Linked DNA regions of Danio rerio: region 2 is linked to region 1. A link is a contact called in public Hi-C data. All regions are on one chromosome and are shown on one strand. The core of a region is the stretch at or near the end of the contact, and the rest is flanking DNA. Distances in the headings are between cores, read along the strand shown. Region 1 holds the start of LOC141375243. Region 2 holds the start of si:ch73-335d12.2.

Region 1 (3,579 bases), core at 395-2,894:
TACTGGAGATCAATATTTTATTACCACTACTCATTTTATCCCAAGACAGAAGTAAAAATCAACCTTTTTTTAGGTTTTAAAAAGACAACCCAAATATACATGTATATTGTATCAAATCTGCTGGGTTTTATTTAAGTTTATATATCTTCTCTTATCACTATACAATGCTGTATATTAAACCCAAATCCTTAAGTATCTGCCCTTAACTCCTAATAAAACACTTTTAACCTGTTGAAGCAGTTTGCCTTAGTAGGCCACAAGTCACTACCCTCACATATCCACACTAAACAAGTTGTATATCCAAAACCCTTTGGGCTACAAGCAGTTTACAAGCAGTATCTTTTAAACTAGACAATTGCAAATATTAGGTCTGCACATTAGTCTTTATTATCATGCATGCATGATAATAGTAAATGCAATACTCACAAGAGAAATGCAAAATCTGACCAATCAGATGGGGCCTTTACTATCTTCATCATTCAGCCTAGAGCTGAAAATAAACACTAATGCTGGGAGACCATGATGACACCCAACAACATTCAGAATTTCCAACAAGCTTTCCAGTCATTCATCTTAACATTTCATCTTGATGTAGCTTTTTTTAATTGTTTGTTTAATTAGCTCAGGAAATATCTATCAGCTGTTTATTTGAATAAGATCATAACATAAATAATTTTTTTAATTGCTGTTAAAGTAGCATTTGGAAAGTTAGTTATAGCGCAAGAAATGTTATCGCCACACTCAACAACATTGCGTATTTCCGCAGTGTTGAGCTGCTCTAAGGAATATTATAGCAATTTCAAAAAAAAAAAGTGATGACAGAGTATTGATGAACAAAATAAGTTGTACATATTGTATGCAAAAATACAGTATTATGAATATTTATCAACACTGAAAATAATTAAATAGATTTTTTGAGGGTTTTTGCCCGCATTGTCCAGCCCTAGAAATAAACGAGACATTCTGTTCCTGGTGGTGGTTATGCTACTGATTTGAACAGTCAGCTGGTTTGGAAACACTTAAAGTTCACTCCATGTTCTCTGTGTATACATATGCTTGTGTACTGTAAGTACATATACACAAACACACGCACACACACAACTTTGAAAAGGCAACATGTTCAATGTAATTCTGAAACAAATTTATTTATGACAGACATACATAAACCAAAAAACATGCCATAATACAGCTATTGTGTTATGTTCAATTTGGTTAGGTTTAACCAATTAAAATAGTTCTAATATTCAAATTTGTTCACATGTTTACAAATTTGTTCACAACTTTTAACAGCGTAGCTTGATGCGGTTTTTAAAATGTTAGATAGGTGCCATTATATTTCTTCATTTTCAGTTTATTTGTCGATATAAAATGGTTAAGAACAATATAGATTAATTGTTACATAACATTGAATAAAGAAAAACCTTGATAAAACTATACTAATCTCTACCTATTGACTGAATACAAGTAAAAACAATTGTCAGATAATGATTAATACTGTATTTTGTTTAATACCAATCATTTTCATTCAAATATAGCATGATGCATTGTTGTAGTATACTCAAATATGCTGTAAGACACTGTGGGTTGAGAGGGAGGGGCTTACAGTAGATTAGCAATAAATAAATCAGCATTCAGAGTTGACTGCTCAGACAGAGTTAGCATAGATTGCTGATGTGTATGAAAATGTCTATTTTTAACTACATAAAATTGAGCTCTTAACAACTACATAGGGTATAATATTTCACTTATTCCTTTACATTGTTGTCTTATGAATCACAAGACAATGTTTTACAGAGGATTACTCTGAAGAATTTTTTAAGTATATTTTTGAAGACAGATAACTGATGAACTCAACTGTGAAGATCATTTCTTAAATTTCCAGCCCAGTTGGACTTTCAGGCAGGTAAGTTTATTATTATTATTGTTATTATTATTATTATTAACTGCACTATTTGACAATTTCTTATTTTTTTATTTAATTGTCAAATAATAAATTAATTATTAATGGTAATACCATGAATTATAACAATCAGTATATTCAATTTTAATTCATTAACCTTGTTTATCACCAACAATTTACAGTAAATTGATTATGAAAAGAAATAACATAGAATGTTAAGGAGGACTTTGAAAAAACTACTTTGAGATACATTAATCTGATATACAGTATATTAGCAACCTAACACACTCGGCAAAAACATAGCATGGTTTCCAATACATTAATTCTTCCATGGTGGGGCGCCACACCAAAATTCATCTCGCCACATCTAAATTCCAGCTTCTCATTCAAAACATTCAGTCGTTGCTGCTGTTAGTTTTTAATAGCAGGTTATAAATCGCACTTAAACGCATTAAAAGGTTAGTGAATTATAACAGCGCAAACTCTTCTGTCATCATAGTAGAGCTGTGCGTTATTTGTTTAACACTTTAAGGTGACATTCTGACTGACTGAGAAAACACGACGTAGCTTTCAGTTAAGATGAACACAGTTTCCACAATTATACTTTATAGATAAAGGTCTGTGGTTGTGCTTATGACTTTACAGAGTTTATAGCCGTTTCACTTTACTTCAGGACGCATTATTGCTGCTCTGTAGGTCTACTGGAGACATTCAGAAATATTCCTAGCAAATCTGATAACCGTTAGAGACATACTGACTACATAAACACAGTAAATCACACTTCAGCAGTGTGTATTTGAGAGCGCACAAGAAGATCTGCGCTTGAGCAGCATATATTTGAGGGAGCGTGCAAGAACTTGAGCACGAACAGAAGAAATCGGTGTGCAAGCAAAGAAATTTGCTCATATTACATAAATGCGATCTCGACTTGCAATACTGCGCTCACGACATTTCTCCATTTGTCATTGAAAAAATATGGTTGGTAGATTTGTGTAAAAGACCTGCTGTCACAGTTGAAAATCCTGAAGGAAACTTGCTTTATTTTATTTTTTTGTGACATGTTTAATGTCACTTTTAATCAACCTACTAAATACATTCCTTACATTTTCATAAATTACTAAGTATGTCAGAATGTATTTACCAAGTTGAAAGCGACATAATAGATGTTACAAAAAAAAATAAAATGTATTAGCCGAGTGTATTATGGCCTAATTAGCCAAGCATAAAAAATAAGTAACATGGCAAGTTATTTAAACATTTGTAAATAAAATAGTAAATTTATGCAATTTTGGATTACATTAAATTGATAATATTTTTGTGGGAAAAGTGTCAGGATTGGGCTGTTTTTTTTAGTTTTTTGTCTTTATATTGTTTCAGCATCGACATCGCAATGTGATTATTTGCATCAGTCACTTTGTAGAACGTGCAATGTAGAGCCTGTATTATAATTTATCATGTGCATGTGTTTTTGAGGCCTGTGACTGTATAAGGATTTTAAAAACAGTCAAGCATAAGAAACTTTGATTAATTTTATTGACTTATTTTTGTTTTCATTATTCAATTACTGTACCTGAACACTGTTAGATTCGGAAAATGATAAAACGCTGTTTATTTCCATCGTATCATTTATTTTTTTTTATTGTATTCATCTATGTGGATGGTTTATTAGATTATATACT
Region 2 (3,579 bases), core at 365-2,864, 200 kb after region 1:
GCTGTATGCCAGTGCCGGATGAATGCCTGCTGTACCAGTTTTTTGCCAAATCTGGGCCAGAATTCTTTGCTACTAGGGAATAGAGACCAGATTTCTTAAGAATGGGAGCTATGGTGAAATATTATTTAAGTTTGGCAAAAGTATCCACTAACTTAAGCTTGGTGGGTCTACCTTGATAAGATCTTTGCCAGATGCGCAACTCCAGGGAAAATGGTCTTCACATCAACTCATGACCAGGCAAGAGTCTTGGTGAAGATTTTATCGTCTTGAATCTATGATGATTTGAGTATTTAAGGAACTGGTCTCTGCATCAGGACTTATATACTGCAATGAATTTCTACATGGTCAGGTATTCATCTCTAACTCCTAAATGTATCTTTGAATAATTGATGTTGTACAATCTTGATTGGCTTATTTTCTGTAATTATGTGAATTGGAATGCAAAATCTTTGCCTGACAAATAAATGTCAAATTCTTGTAACTCTAATATCTCCTGAAATCATTTAAATCTAGTAGATTGTTTAGGCTGATGTTTCTCCAGCCTACGACCAGGATTAGTCATACATTCAGGCTCAATGGATGGAGCATAGACAGCATTAGAGACCTGTTGATTTCTGACAATCACAATCACTTAGTATGATATAATCTAGGGTCTAAATCAAACTTTAAGTATGAGCAAGCATGGGGCCACCTAATATTACTAGAAGGAAATTAGTTTACAGTTATATCCTCTGTCTAAGAACCAGAACTGGCAAGGATGTGTCTGTGAGCAGATGGAGATGGCCAGTATACTGAGTTCAGCTAAACAATGAACCATTAGCTGAAAATAAGCATTTATTAGGTTAATCAATCTAAATTAGACCCAATCACGACCTATGAGGTGATCAACTTGAATTAGATTAATCTAAATTTAAAATTATTATAAACTGGAGTCAGATTAAATTGAGTTGGAAACAAATTAAAATAAATCTTAACAAGATATTTCTTTTCACATGTGCTGAAAAGGCTCACACGCATTTAACCTTCACCCATACTGTTAGTTCTGTCGTAGGACTAATAGATGGACCCCTGCACTAGAATAAATCGCATATATTTAATTTCATAAGGGTTTGTACTCACTGTTGTAGCAGATGAAAGTCCAGGCATCACTACATGGTTCAACAAACCACTTTCCATTTCTCATAACAGTACAATTATCACCTCCGGCTGGTTGTCCAGATGCCCAGTTCAGGAAGAGCACAGAATCACCTGAAGACCAATGCCATTTATAAACACTCGTCCTCTGAAGACCAATCCAGGCATATCCATCATTAACTTTCACACTCTTGTTCATCTGGATCATGTCGTTCATGTTGTCAACGGTGGCCAGATCTGTGTATTTCTCTCTGCAGTATCTCTGAGCTTCAGTCCAGGTCTTGTTCTTATTTATAAAGTGATACTGACGCTGAACACATTCAGATATGGAGCAGAGAGCTGTGAAAGAGACACTTTGCTTTAATGGTTTTCAGAAGAGTCGAACCTAAAGAAACTATAAACCATCAATAAAACTACAAACACACTCACCAATGAGGAGAAGAGAGAGATATAGAGTTTGAGCCATTTCTGAGAAGAAAAAAAAAACCCATCAATTTAGGAGTAAAACATTTCAGTAAAAGAGAAGCATTAATCCAGAATACGCAACCAACAAGAGGATCAACAGATGTCAGAAGTGTCTTTGAGTGTGTGTGTGTGTGTGTGTGTGTGTAAATAATGTAGATGTGTGCTCTTACTTCACAGGTGGTGTGTTTCTGTCCTCAGTCGGATGTTTCTGTCTGCAGCTTCAGATTATTCTGTGATGATTCTATATCTGCTCTCATTCGTCATTCAGAACGTCACATTGTTTGTTTATTACTCTAAACAAAGGCCTTTTTCATTTTTCTTTCTCATTCACATATTTTCTGTACTTCTGTTGGATTGAGTTCATTTGAATGTGGTCAAGAGTCTGTATGTTTCAAAGTATTTTCATAATGGCTACAGAGGAAAAGTCCATAATGAAAATTTGCATTTCCTTTTATTTTCATGTCAAGAGTTCACACTTAGCTGATGATTGATAATAAAGCTAGTTTGGCATGCTGTCCCGGGAGAGAGCCCTGAGCTCATAAGATCCTCGATCCTGGGGCTTCCTCCCGTTTGGAGGGAGATCTCAAGAATTCCCCTGTCATGGTGGCTGAAGAGCAGATAATAGCATTTCTATGGTGTTCACTTGGATTAGCCAATAAACTTAAGTTGCATGTTTTTGGATGGTGGAAGGAAACCGGGGGACCCAGGGGAAACCCAGGTGAGTACGGGGAGAACATGCAAGCTTTGCTCAGAAACGTCTGATGGTTTGGTAAAGATTGGAACCAGAGACATTCTTGCTGTGAGGCAATAGTGCTAACCACTGGGCCACCATGCCACCCATCTAGAGGGAGGAGGAGTAGGGGTGAAAGAGGGATTATTCAAAATGAAGATAACTGTGATACGTAACCTAGGGTATTCATAGTAGCTTATCAATCGTCTGATTGGTGCATTGAAAATTGGATAATTTGGGTCCAGCCGCAAGCAATCATAAGCACGTGATTCTCTCGAAATTAGTTTATAAATAAACTTCACTTATCATTCAGGTGTCATGTAGTGATGGGAAGTTTGGATCATTTTACTGACTCGGATCTTCGAGTCTCGTTCATAAAATCTTTTATCGAGTCATTTCGTTAATTTGGTTCAATTTGCCCAAAATATTATTAAAATGTTATGAATTGCTTCCAAACACATCTACAACTAGCCCAAACGGTTGATCACACGACAAATAAGTCATAAATAGAAGGAGAAAATAATAATTCAATGTTTACCTGCTCTTGTCTATTGTAAGGATCCAAAATATCAGACCATAAGAACTGTTATGGAATTTCATGAGACAAGATGCAATGTTCCAATAGATTTTCTAATCTGAGAAGTGATGAAGAAACCAACTGTTCCACTGTTCTATTCAAATTACTGTTGACAATGCAATCACAGGCTGGAGAAACAGAGCTACTCAACAGCAGGGGGTAATGCGAAGAAGTCACCCTTCTCCTTCCACCTAAACCCCCCTTCTTGACCCTTATGTTACCTTCTGATTAGAGCACATTTCACATAAAATGTTCAAGGTTTTAATATGGTGTATCTTGCATCACTATATTCATGTTTGGTATCATTTTAAATGTCTCTGTGTGATTGGTAAAGTGGTCTTAATTTTACAGTAATATTTTACTGGTATATGTTGATTTGGTTTTTGACTTCTATAAGATCTTGATAAGATGCTCTCCCTCCTAAGAGATGGTTAAGTCCTCAAATTGACCAGGTCAGGGTTTCTGTGACACTTCTATTGTCTTGAATTTATGGCTGTTTGTTTTGACTTGAGTATATAAGGTAAGATGTGCTTTAGGACAGGGGGAGATCTTGTAAAAAGACACCCCATTGCAGCATCTCTGAGACTTATGCTGCAATGTATTTCTGTGGTCAGGTATGCATCTCTTAACTCTTTGATTTATCTTTGATTAATGGATGTTATATTGTTAGTCT

What was found. A called contact is a pair of places that touch in the nucleus more often than the background predicts.
Region 2: a Hi-C map of embryo shows a contact between it and region 1, with 10 times the contacts expected there. The contact joins the promoter of si:ch73-335d12.2 here to the promoter of LOC141375243 in region 1. A contact is called at or near these places in 2 of 18 Hi-C or Micro-C datasets (both in embryo).

The regions. Positions count from the first base shown.
Region 1 is chr7:3,313,338-3,316,916 of GRCz12tu, forward strand. LOC141375243 reads left to right here and starts at 1,645. Exons shown (of 10, transcript XM_068222506.2): 1 at 1,645-1,903.
Region 2 is chr7:3,508,682-3,512,260 of GRCz12tu, forward strand. It overlaps si:ch73-335d12.2, which reads right to left and starts at 1,615. Exons shown (of 4, transcript NM_001082802.1): 1 at 1,564-1,615; 2 at 1,120-1,473. The coding sequence starts at 1,600.